Linked DNA regions of Mus musculus: regions 1, 2 and 4 are each linked to region 3. A link is a contact called in public promoter capture Hi-C and targeted proximity ligation data. All regions are on one chromosome and are shown on one strand. The core of a region is the stretch at or near the end of the contact, and the rest is flanking DNA. Distances in the headings are between cores, read along the strand shown. Region 1 holds the start of Apba1 (amyloid beta (A4) precursor protein binding, family A, member 1). Region 2 overlaps Mamdc2 (MAM domain containing 2). Region 3 overlaps Gm34012 (a long non-coding RNA gene). Region 4 holds the start of Ptar1 (protein prenyltransferase alpha subunit repeat containing 1).

Region 1 (2,700 bases), core at 31-2,530, 240 kb before region 3:
TTTTTACTTCCCTTTCAATCTTGTTCTTGTATTTTTAAAGCCCCCACCTTCTTTACACACCTCAAGAGTTTATTCTAAAAGAATCATTGCAAAGACTATCCAATCTTCAGCTAGAAGGTTTTCAGTACTTATATATGGAAGGGAGTCTGGTGATAAAAGTTGTGGGAACGGGAGAGGAAGATGACCATTAAACACCCTCTTCTTGGGGTTAGACAAGAGATAAACAATAGAAATTGCAGAGTCAGGCAGTCAATGAGAGGCTGTGAAGTGCCAAAGAAAGCGCCCTTCAGAGCCAGGGACACCAGCTGTCTCAAAAGGTGTAACCATTATCCTGGTTTGCTGCCATGTGCCTCAAAGCAACCGCTCACTTCCACATCCCCGTGTTAGGACGTTAGGGAAAGGGGAAGCGAGAATCCGTACACCCAGCCACCCAAGAACAGTAGCAGAACAGAAACTGTTCTTAGACTTGCAGGGTCAAAATAACCAATACTGTCCCACAGTGTTAGCTGGCGGCATCAAGTCAGGAAAAGCAGATCGCTGGATGTGGGGCGCAGTTTTGAGAGCGTGGATCCAATTGCACGCTAAACACTCACTCTTACACGGGATTTTACAAACCCGGCCTTACCCTACTGCCTCCCCTCCACACTTCACACACCAAGTGCATCCTGCCCACCTCACGGTTTCCATCATCAGTCAGCCAGAGAGGAGGGATCCTAGCGGGGATTCCTGGAAATGTCATCTCCCCCTACACTTCGGATCTGCCACCTCCATCCCCTCTGCTATCACACACACACACACACACACACACACACACACACTCCTTCCGTGACTGTCATCAGGCCCGCTCTTCCCAAAGCCGGGTATCTCAGCGCGCACCGGACGCCTGGCATCTCTCTAGTACACACCCTTCCCCCGCCTCGCTAGCTCCAAGCACTGCCTCCCTGGATGTCGCCTGCCGTCCCTGTTCATCCGCACTATTGTTCCACGCTTCACCCCTAGCTCCCGGGATCATCCCTCCAAAAGGACCCGAGCTCCGTCCGGGGCGTCGGGCGCCCGGCACTCACCCAGCCCGCCCTGGCGGTGGTACCTTGCCTGACAGCTGGGTCCGCGGGCCCGCGGGAGCAGGCGGCGCTAGTGACAGCGACCGTGCCAAGCCTGGGAATAAAGCTGCTCTCCAGCTGCTCCCGCCTCCAGCGCCACCATCTTCCCCCGCCGCCACCGGGACCGCAGCCGCCCGCGCCCCGCTCCTCCGGCTCTAGCTCGGCAGCCGCTCGGGCCCCTCCGGCCGCGGCCCCACCCCCTGCTCGCCGCCCGCTCGCCCTCGTGACGCGCGCCGGGGCCGGGCGGCTGCGACTGACGGCGGGGGGAGCGCGCGCACGCCGCGTGCAGCAGCGCCCCTGCCTCCCACGCCCACCCGCGTGCGCGCGCGCGGCGCGGGCCCGACGCGACAGTCCAGCTCGGGCGCGCGTGAGCGTGCGAGGGGTCCACAGCCGTCGCCGTAGCTGTGCGCGAGTCCCTCCCTCTCGTGGCCGAGAGCCTGGAATGGACTACGTGGCTGCCTCCCGCGGGGACACAGGGGGACCTCCACGGTCCTCTGTCCCAGGTCCCTAACGCTCATCCCCGGCCCCGTCTCTGCGAATGGGCTCTGGTCACGCTTAGGACACACTGCCGCGTGGACGGCTGCCCGTGTCCTCTTGCTTAGTGACACGCAGTTTTCCCGCTTCCCGGGCCTGAAAGCCAAGAAAAAGCTTGGAGCTTGCAATGCGGCGCTGCGCTCCTCGAGTGGCCGCGAGGGGGCGCCCGCGTGAGCTTGAGAGGAACAAGCTGGGCGTCTGTCTGGCCGCCCACTGGGGGCGCTGCCCAACCCGCCCCACCCAGAAAGCGTCTGGAAGGCGGGGTCGGGAAATGGTCCACTTGGTTTCTCGATGCCCGTTGCTAGGAGCTTAAAAGAGTCTTCCAGACGTGCAGAGGCAATTCGCCTGGTATATGATTAGGTTCTCTGGAGGGTGGGGACCCTGAGCACTAGGGACCAGGTAGCAGGTGTTGTGACTTAATGAAAAGGTGGACTGGCCCCTGGGCGGCGGCGGGGTGGGAGTGGAGGGGCGAGGGCGGGGCTGGGTTCAGGCGCCTGGGTTCAGGCGCCAGCTCCATCTGTAATAGGCGATTCCATAGCTACATCCTCCCCCCTCTTTGGGACAGAGTTCTCAATTTAAAAATTAAGGGTCATATTCCCCCGAAACCTTATAATTTTCAAGTCCGTCTTAGTATGCATATTCTCATCTAGTGAAATGAAGACAAGCCTTCCTTATCTGACCTAGGGAGAGATAAATCTATCATTATACAGTATTTCCATATTAAGCACAGTATCTCCAGAAATATCTACGGGTGTAGCCCGAGGCATCCTAGAATTCTTGTTTAGCCTTAAAATTCACATGAATTTCTGCATTCTACTTCGTAATTAGTTTCTTGGCTTTGACAAAGAAAAGTATAGCTTCTCCTGTCCCCCCAGTATCTTTTCATAAAACTTAAACATATACTAGAAATAAGGGCCATTGTTGTTTTTCTTGTGACAGTCATTCCCTATTCATCTTGTCAGTAAAACTACCCTCTCTGGTGAAAGCCAGATAGGGTCCTCGTCCCTCCAGAATTCATAGCACCCTGGGAAAACTACACATCAGAGAACAACTGTGAACTTTCCAA
Region 2 (2,700 bases), core at 80-2,579, 170 kb after region 3:
TGATAAATTGTTTCAAAGGGTTTGCTTTTGTTTCTTTTTCCTACCAACTGATGCTCAGTGGCTTGCATCTGCGTGCCTCAGTTCCTCCCTAAGCCTCCATCATGCCATTAACATGCCCCAGATACTCAATTTTTTATCTTCCCTTGAACCAAACGTCTCAAACATTCTGTGAACAAGGACTTTGCCCCCACCTCAGATGCTGGGTAGCTATTTGAAGGTCCCCATCTTTAGCTTCCAGATAACTGTCTGAATATTCTACATAAAGTAGATTTAGTCTATGATCTCCACTCTTAAAACTTTCTATCAGACCATAGAATCATTTAGATAGATAGAATAAATAGAATAATATCACTTAGATATTAGATAGAATCATCAAATCATTTCTAAGACCAAGTATTTATCAAGTGAAGAAAATAACAACCAGAAAACCATGGATAAGAGAGACCTGTGCTTAAAGTTGTGTTTTATTAGGGCAGTTTGAGGTTCAGCCAAATGGTCAGAAGTCACAGCAGTAACACATATAATCTTTCCCCCCATACATATTACTATCACTCAGACTCCAGAGTTTCCATTAAAGGTCACTGATGGTATTGCATGTTCTATAGGAGTGAACACATTTGTACTGACACATGCCCACCATTACAGTGGAATACAGGTTCACCCTCCCCCCACCCCTGCCCTTGCAACCACTGGCCTTTTTCTTGTCTCCCTGATTTTGCCTTTCCCATCATGCCTTATGGTTGTGGAGTCATGCAGTAGGCAGTGTTCTCATACTGGCTCCCTTCACTGAGCAGAATTTATGCAGTATTGCAGATTTCTGTTTCCTCCCGGTTATTTTGTGGCTCCATAGATCATTTCTTTTTAAGCACTGAGTAATATTTCATTATCAAAATAAATACACCACAGCTCACATGCCTTTTCACCAACTGAAGACCACCAATGGTCGAGTCTCCATTTCAGCTACTCTGAATAAAGCTGCTATAAATTTTTGAATTCCAGTACTACTGCCCCCTCTAGAGACCTAAAAAGGGGGTTAAGATTCTCTTGCAGCCACTTAGGGGTGTTTCTCTAAGGTTCGTGAGTGATTTTGCTGACCTGATCATCAGTGTATGCCAGGTATTTAAGAGTACCTCGCCATCTTCTAAGCTACGCAGCTGGCTGTACATTTTGACTTTTTCATGTTTTTCATTATTAGGTAGGAGGAGGTTGGCTAAGAATTGAAATAGTGGAGTTTCTTCTGCTCTCCATTGTCAGTGGGGAAATGCTGAAGAGTCCTGGTGTGTGTGACATCATATTAATTTTTCTCAGGCTTTGTCTCCTTGGACATAACAATATACCCTCGTTCTGGCAGAAATGGGCGGAGCAGCATGTGGGTGACTCACCAGGCTTAGAGCACTGCAGTCCTTATTTCCTTCTCCACTAGCAAGCTTGGGCTTGTGACTGACATGCGACCATGTTCCAGTTACATGGGAACGGTTTCTTCTTATTCTCTTTCTATAACGCACGGTTAGTCACTACCAAAAGGAGAGAGGGAGAGAGAGAGATTATGGAACTTCTTTTCAAACTCAGATAAAATTTGCTAGAATATGGGATTTCGGTGAGGAACTCCCTAGACTCTTTTCTCAGATCTACAACAGTGATAGCATTAGGCAGGGCCAGCATTTGTCTTACCAGACCTTGAAGAACACTGTTCTCCTTTGTTGCAATATGTATCTGCCGTGTAACTATGGAATAATTAGTAAGTTTGGGACATTTAATGTTGATACAATGTTATAAGTTAGTTCACAAAGCATACAACTGTTCCCCGACTGGTTTTCTAAAGCTATATGTTTTTCTGGGTCAAAACTAAATCTTGGGTTCCTTGTACCATTTGGTTGAATGATTCTTTTGGCCATTTCCCCTGACTGTGTTCTTCTGCCCACGTGAGTACTTTCTTGGTTTGAAAATTAACTGAGAACATAGCCTTGACCTAACGGCCCCTGAGTTGCCAGCTGGCTGTCCCCAGAATGAAAGTTTCTGCAGAAAGGACTTTCCAGATATACAAAACAACACGCTTTATCGCTCTAGCCCTAAAATGTCCCAGCTGTGTCTCTCACCAATCAGACTAGGCTCATACTGAGCATCCCAATCTGCTGTGGTTACATCCCCTCTAACTCCAGAGGGCAACGTAAGCTATGAGGCTTCTAAGTCCTGCGTTAATAGGATCAACCATTATTCCCAAGGGAGCAGGAGGACTCTTCCATACTCCATCCCGTCTGGGCAGTCTGGGCCAAAGGGACACTTGTGGGCCATTGTGAAGGATAACAGGACTCAGCAAAGCCCAAACAGCAACGCCCCCTGAAAAGCCCAGGGTGACTTCTGAACTCTGTGGTTTCTGGGAAGGGCTGTTTTTCCTCAAGAGCAGCAGTTCCTACAGCGAATGGCAATCATAACTGCTCTGATGCTGGGACTAGTCAACAATGGGGAATTATCTCTGGAAAATACTAGTTCTAAAACACATCTTAGAACTTAAGAGCCTCTTTTTTAAAAAAAATCCTCTCCTTTTTCTGTCTTTTAAATGTTGTAGGGGTCGATTTGAAAGTTGTGAGTAAATGTTCACAGCCTTTGCGTTCTCAAAGGAAATCCCTAGTATTTGTTTATTTTTGTAGATAATGTGATCAGAGCTGCCTGCTGCCCTCCTTTTAGAGAAGAAAAGAACAA
Region 3 (2,700 bases), core at 191-2,690:
TTAAATAAGGTAGGAAAGTTGTTGGGGAAAGATTATAAATTAAATTTCTGTCTGATTTGGAGCCATTATTGGCACCTGAAAGAGGGTGTTTCAGAGGCTTATCTTTAGAACGGTTGTATGACTGACGGGGTTTTTATGAGCAGTTGGGACGGCAGGGAAATGGAACTCTGCATACTACCAATTCTGACTAAATGTCCCCATACTGTCTAACTCCTTGGCATGACACACTTGTGACTCAGACTGAGGTTACAGCAGCAGGAGTTGTTCTTGGAGATACAACATTTTCGTTGGTTGTTTTGAGACAGGATCTTGCTATGTAGCTCAGGCAGATCTCCATCCTCATACCTTTGGTCTCTCCTTGACTGCTGAGGTAACAGACATGTACCACCATGACTGTCTGACATACAGTGAAAAAAATCTGCTCATTTTCCTTTCTACTGTATGCACAGAAGCAAGACAGGGCACGATGAAAATGCCTTCTGATGGCCAAAGCTCAGAGCTCATCCTCTGTCCTCTCCAGTCTTTTTCCTTACACACTAACCTTCTCACCTATAGCAAAAAAATCATGTCATATATATAAATATACATGTATACATATATGCATGTGTATGTACAATATATATTACATATATACATATACACATATAATATATTATATATATGTGTTTTATATATACATTCAAATGGAAATTAGAAAAATAAGTTTTAAGACAAGAGACTAAAAATCGGAAGACTTGACCTTCTAGCTGTCAACAATGCCCTAAAAACCTGAGTTCTTCTCATTCCCTTTCTACGAGATGGCACCTTCTCAAATGAGCTCTTCTTGGAGTCTCAAAATGGCTGTAAGCCCTGACCTGTGTGCTCCCTGTCCACCTCGACAGCATAGGAAAATGTCATCCCAGCATCCCCCATGGAAGTCCTGAGGTCACTCTGCTGATCTCGCTGAGGTCACGTGCTCACCTCTAATCTAGTTGAGGTGGCTAAGCGGTGAAAGCAAAGCCACAGGCCAGGTGGCACGCCTTATGCCTACGGGCAGGAGTCGTTTCTAAAAGCATGTAGCTCTCTGAAATGGCATCAGAGGTCTGCCCTTTACTGATGTATTTCCAAGAGCAGCAAATTGTTTCAGGTCCACTTGCAGGCACACCTAAGCTTATCTCTAGCTAGATAAGCTAGAAAAGTAGTCTAACTTTTCTCAGCCTAAGCATTCCTACTTAAGTCGGAGTATTATCTAGAAACAAGAACCATGTGGAAGAGTCCAGAACTGTGTGGAAGCTTGTGGCCAGAGACACACGATCACAGAGAGGTGGTCAGCGGTAAAGACTCCTTTCCCCTGTAACAGTGATGAGGTGATGTCATGACTTCAACTCTCCAGACATCTGTTGGGAGGTTCCTGTTGCTAAAAGTGGAAGGACTGATTAGAGGACAAATTGCACAGAGCCTCCGCTCATTTCTAACCAAAAGGGAAAGCCAGTTGGTGTCCCAGAAGGTATGGTGACCGTAGGAGGAAGTGACTGAATCATCTCGGAATTTGTAATGGCAGGGAAGAGGAACAAATGGGCATGTTTAGACACACCCATTGGCTTTTCTTCTTTTAATCTGAAATCAGTAAAATGAGTTTGTAGTGTGTTTCTAAAAGGGACCATCACTTACGAAGAACGCGTAGCTTACAATAAAAGGATGCTTACTTTGTAATCATGGCTTATTCTAATGACGGGGATGCAGGGAGTGTCCCTTACAACCACCCAAAGAGAGGAATAGAAAGAACAGAAACAGAATTTTGAAGGAAAAGTGCACAGTCAAGGCTGAGCATGAGACCAGAAGCACAGATTTGTACCAATAAATCATACAGAAAAGCCAGCAGGGAGCAAGTTGATTGAGACTGGAAAAATATTAAAAACTAAGAGACTCTTTCATCTCTACCTTTGTGTGTGTGTGTGTGTGTGTTTATGTGTATGCGTGTATGTGTATTTGTGTGTGTGTGTGTGTGTGTGATTTGTGTATGTCTGTATGTATGTGTGTGGTGTGGTGTGTGTGTGTGTATGTGTATGTGTGTGTGCATGCGCGCAAGCACTCACATGCATGGGTGTGGGTGTATAGATGGGCAAAGTGGGAAATGGCCACTGGACCAGGCAGTTTTAAATCAGACAGGGGAATGTGGAGTTATCCATTTGTTGCTTCACTTGTCCCCTGCCCACTCCCTTTAGAAAAAGGCTTTCCAATGTGGAAAGGCTAGCATTGCAGAGAAAACTATTCCAAAAGAAAAAAATACCCCAGGAAAAACATTAGCCCATCCGGATTCATTTCTGTAACAAAGACAAATAAATGGCATCCCCAGATAATTAAGCAACTACCATGGGATGTGAATGGCCTCTTTCAAAGAGAGCTACATCATGATCCCTGAAACCTGTGACTATGTGACCTCTCATCGTGAGTAGGACTTTACAGATGTGGTTAACTAAAGCTCTTGTGATGGGAAGATCCAACTACCTAAATGGGTCCATTGTAATAACCAATGTTCTTATGAGAAGAAGGTTGGAGGGTCAAAGAAGCAAAAGAGGATGTGGGGAAAGAAACAAAGGTTGGAGTGATGCCTCTGATGGCGGCGATAACCAGCCAGGGAATGTGAACAGCATTTAGAAGCTGGGAAAGGCAAGGGCAGGGATTGTCCTATCAGAGGCTCCAGGAGGAACCAGTCCTGCC
Region 4 (2,700 bases), core at 136-2,635, 170 kb before region 3:
CACAAGACATCAAAGCATTCCTTAAAAGGCCCAGCAGCCACTATGGCTACTGCCAGGAAATCACTCCAAACACTCATTGGGGAAAAAAGTCAGCAGTCAAAAGAGGAAAGGAGGACGACTTAGGGGCTGTCGGGGCTGGCAGGTATGTTTAGAGGCCAGTAGTCTTTTGTCTTGAAGGAAGTACAGTTTTAAGTCCTTAATTGAGAGAAGAAAGCAGGCCATCTGAGGACTTCTAAATTCTTTTCTGAGATCATCTTGGAGGAAAAGAACACTTGATTAAAGTGTTTGGCCTTTCATTTAGTGGAAAAGCTAAGGAGGCTAGAATGCGTAAAAATAATTCATGTGTTTTAGTAAAAAAAATTAAAATATTAAAAATAAATTGTATAACCAATGAGAAAATAATACAAAACCGGACTTCATGTTTGTTTCCCCAGGAATGGGCTACATTCTGGCTTCTTATTCTTTTGTATACTGATGTAGGTAACTCTTTAGTAGCTTCCTTTCCATTCGTTAAAGGGAGAGTATCAGGAAAAGAAAAATACAATCTTAAGAGTATCTTCCTAGAGAGTAACAAATAAAATGGAAAGGGAGGAGAAAGAGATAATATATGTATCAGTTCAGGAGTGAACTTTTAGAAGGCAACAATGCTAGGTAAGAATGCCTTAAGATGCTCGTCTGTAACTTCGGACGCGCTACTAATAAAAAAAAAGTATCCAGTTTGCAACAGCTTTATAAGATCCACTCAGGTCACCTTCAAAAATTGTTACATCCGACTCGCTTTGCAATTTTGTGACAAGCGAGTCGAAAAGTCAAAGGCAGCTTCCAATCACCTTTAGTTAACCCGAAAGGGGGCTGTAGGGAGTATGATGGGGTGGATAATCCTCTATAGCCACGCACTGGATGCAACCGAGAGTCGCCTCCAAGACACAGAGACCCACGGTAGTGGCCCGCGGGGCAAGCGCATCCCGGCGGAGGGCGGCGGGGAGAAGAGTTGCCACAACTCCCGGGACGCGTCGCGCAGGGCAGAAAACTCCACGCTCCGACGTGGCTCTCGGAGGTCGCTCCCCGGCACTGCCCCGCCACGCGTCTTGGTAACGGCCAGCCGGCTCGGCGCGACAGTCCCAGCCGCGCTCCGCCTGTCGGAAGCGCGCGTGGGCCCCGAGCGGCCCCGGCGAGTGGACTAGAGCGCGGCCCCGAGCCGCCCCCGACGACCCCGGCGGCGCAGGGCGCGCCACTCACATGTGCGGGTTCCTTCGGAAGGCGTTGGTGATGTCCTTCACCACCCTCTGCACCAGCACCGCCACCTCCTCGTTCGACTCGGCCATGTTGGCGGCCGCCGCGATCGGGCGCGCCTCCGGCAGAGCCCAGCCGCCGGCGGGAGTTCCGCGGGGGCGCGCGCGCGCGCTGGCTCAGGCGCGTTCTCGCCGAGGCCGCCGAGCACTTCCGGGTCAGGGAGGGCCGCAGCACCGCTGGGTTGGGCCGGCTCTTCGAGCTCGGTGGCTTTTGGTGGAGTTTTGGTTCACTAGGCGTGGAGGAAGGAGGCTTCCCCCGCACTTCTCCGAGCAGCCGTGTCCCAGAGTGGCCTTTACCCAGGGACCTCCGGATGGCTGCACCAGGCCCGCTTCACCGGCCCACCCGGGGAGGAGGCGGGTTGCTGACCTCCTTTTGCACGCCTGTGCTACTTTATGCATGAAGTGTAAAGTAGCGCGTTTAGTTAGATCTTGTAATGTAGTAAGCAAAGGAAAGAAAGTACAGGAGAAAGAACCCTTCAGATCTCGGGGATAAGGTTAAAAACAAAAGTAACCCACTGTACTTCTGTACTTTTAGCATTTTTGATACATTTCGTGATCACTACGTTAATTTGGAGTATAAAATAAAATAAAGGCTTTGACAATTGTTCCTGACCTCTCTTGCTCCACAAATTATAAGATTGCTCTGTTCCATTTGGATTTTAAAAGTGTTGTAATTAAAATTTTTATTTTTATATATCAGGTTTATTTGTCCCTTCTAAGTACAAAGTTCTGACTGCCTCTAACTGGTGATGGTGTCTCCTCCTCCTCCTCCTCCTCCTCCTCCTCCTCCTCTCCCTCCTCCTCCTCCTCCTCCTCCCCGTCCTCCTCCTCCTCTTCCTCCTTCTCTGATGCTTGAAGTCTGTATCTTTTTAATTTTTGGTTTTTGGCCCTGGCAAGGTAGTGCGTGGCTGTGATCTTGGGAGGTAAAAACAGGAGGTGACATTCAAGGTTATCTTTGGCTGGGCTATTTGAAACTTGGATCTCTGAAAAGCAAACTGTGGTTGGTCCTGATCCTGGTGAAGAAACAAGAGACAGTCTACAAACTTGTGGAAAGCAAAACAGACCTGATTAAGACCCTAAAAGACTCTGACAAGCTCTGGGAGAAGCAGTGAGACAAATGGGGTGTGTTGCATCCCTAGACCAAGAGCAAGTTCAAGAGTCCTGTCGAAGAGTGATACCAGGGGCTGGAGAGATGGCTTAGCAATGAAGTACACTTGTTTTTAGCAACCACAACCACCTGTAACCCCAGCTCCAGATGATCCAACATCCTCTTCTGGCTTCTGTGGGAACATACACGCACACACATCTTTTACATTTTTTTAAAAAGTAATATGCTACTGGAGGTTCCTCGGAAAATTGGAAATAGGTCTACCTAAAGACCCAGCTATACCACTCTTGGGCATATACC

Evidence for each region. Promoter capture Hi-C pulls out the DNA fragments that hold promoters and counts their contacts.
Region 1: a contact with region 3 is called in a promoter capture Hi-C map of hippocampal neurons, with 4 times the contacts expected there. A contact is called at or near these places in 3 of 39 promoter capture datasets (the 3T3-L1 cell line, hippocampal neurons and stem cell-derived epiblast-like cells), 5 of 484 Hi-C or Micro-C datasets (embryonic stem cells, muscle stem cells, myocytes and 1 more) and 4 of 130 datasets of targeted methods (embryonic stem cells, extraembryonic endoderm stem cells and neural tube).
Region 2: a targeted proximity ligation map of the HPC-7 cell line shows a contact between it and region 3, with 9 times the contacts expected there. A contact is called at or near these places in 1 of 39 promoter capture datasets (hippocampal neurons), 38 of 484 Hi-C or Micro-C datasets (the C2C12 cell line, CD4 T cells, the CH12 cell line and 24 more) and 9 of 130 datasets of targeted methods (the HPC-7 cell line, the NIH/3T3 cell line, embryonic fibroblasts and 5 more).
Region 4: a contact with region 3 is called in a targeted proximity ligation map of extraembryonic endoderm stem cells. A contact is called at or near these places in 3 of 484 Hi-C or Micro-C datasets (cerebellum, frontal cortex and uterus), 4 of 130 datasets of targeted methods (astrocytes, extraembryonic endoderm stem cells, neural progenitor cells and 1 more) and 1 of 9 other capture datasets (liver).

The regions. Positions count from the first base shown.
Region 1 is chr19:23,757,456-23,760,155 of GRCm38.p6, reverse strand. It overlaps Apba1 (amyloid beta (A4) precursor protein binding, family A, member 1), which reads right to left and starts at 1,280. Exons shown (of 13, transcript NM_177034.3): 1 at 1,065-1,280.
Region 2 is chr19:23,353,615-23,356,314 of GRCm38.p6, reverse strand. The region is part of intron 7 of Mamdc2 (MAM domain containing 2); the gene reads left to right. Among named protein-coding and RNA genes, the nearest start is that of Gm41821, 55 kb to the right of the region's middle.
Region 3 is chr19:23,519,556-23,522,255 of GRCm38.p6, reverse strand. The region is part of intron 1 of Gm34012 (a long non-coding RNA gene); the gene reads right to left. Among named protein-coding and RNA genes, the nearest start is that of Gm34012, 24 kb to the right of the region's middle.
Region 4 is chr19:23,686,085-23,688,784 of GRCm38.p6, reverse strand. Ptar1 (protein prenyltransferase alpha subunit repeat containing 1) reads right to left here and starts at 1,385. Exons shown (of 7, transcript NM_028208.1): 1 at 1,240-1,385. The coding sequence starts at 1,325.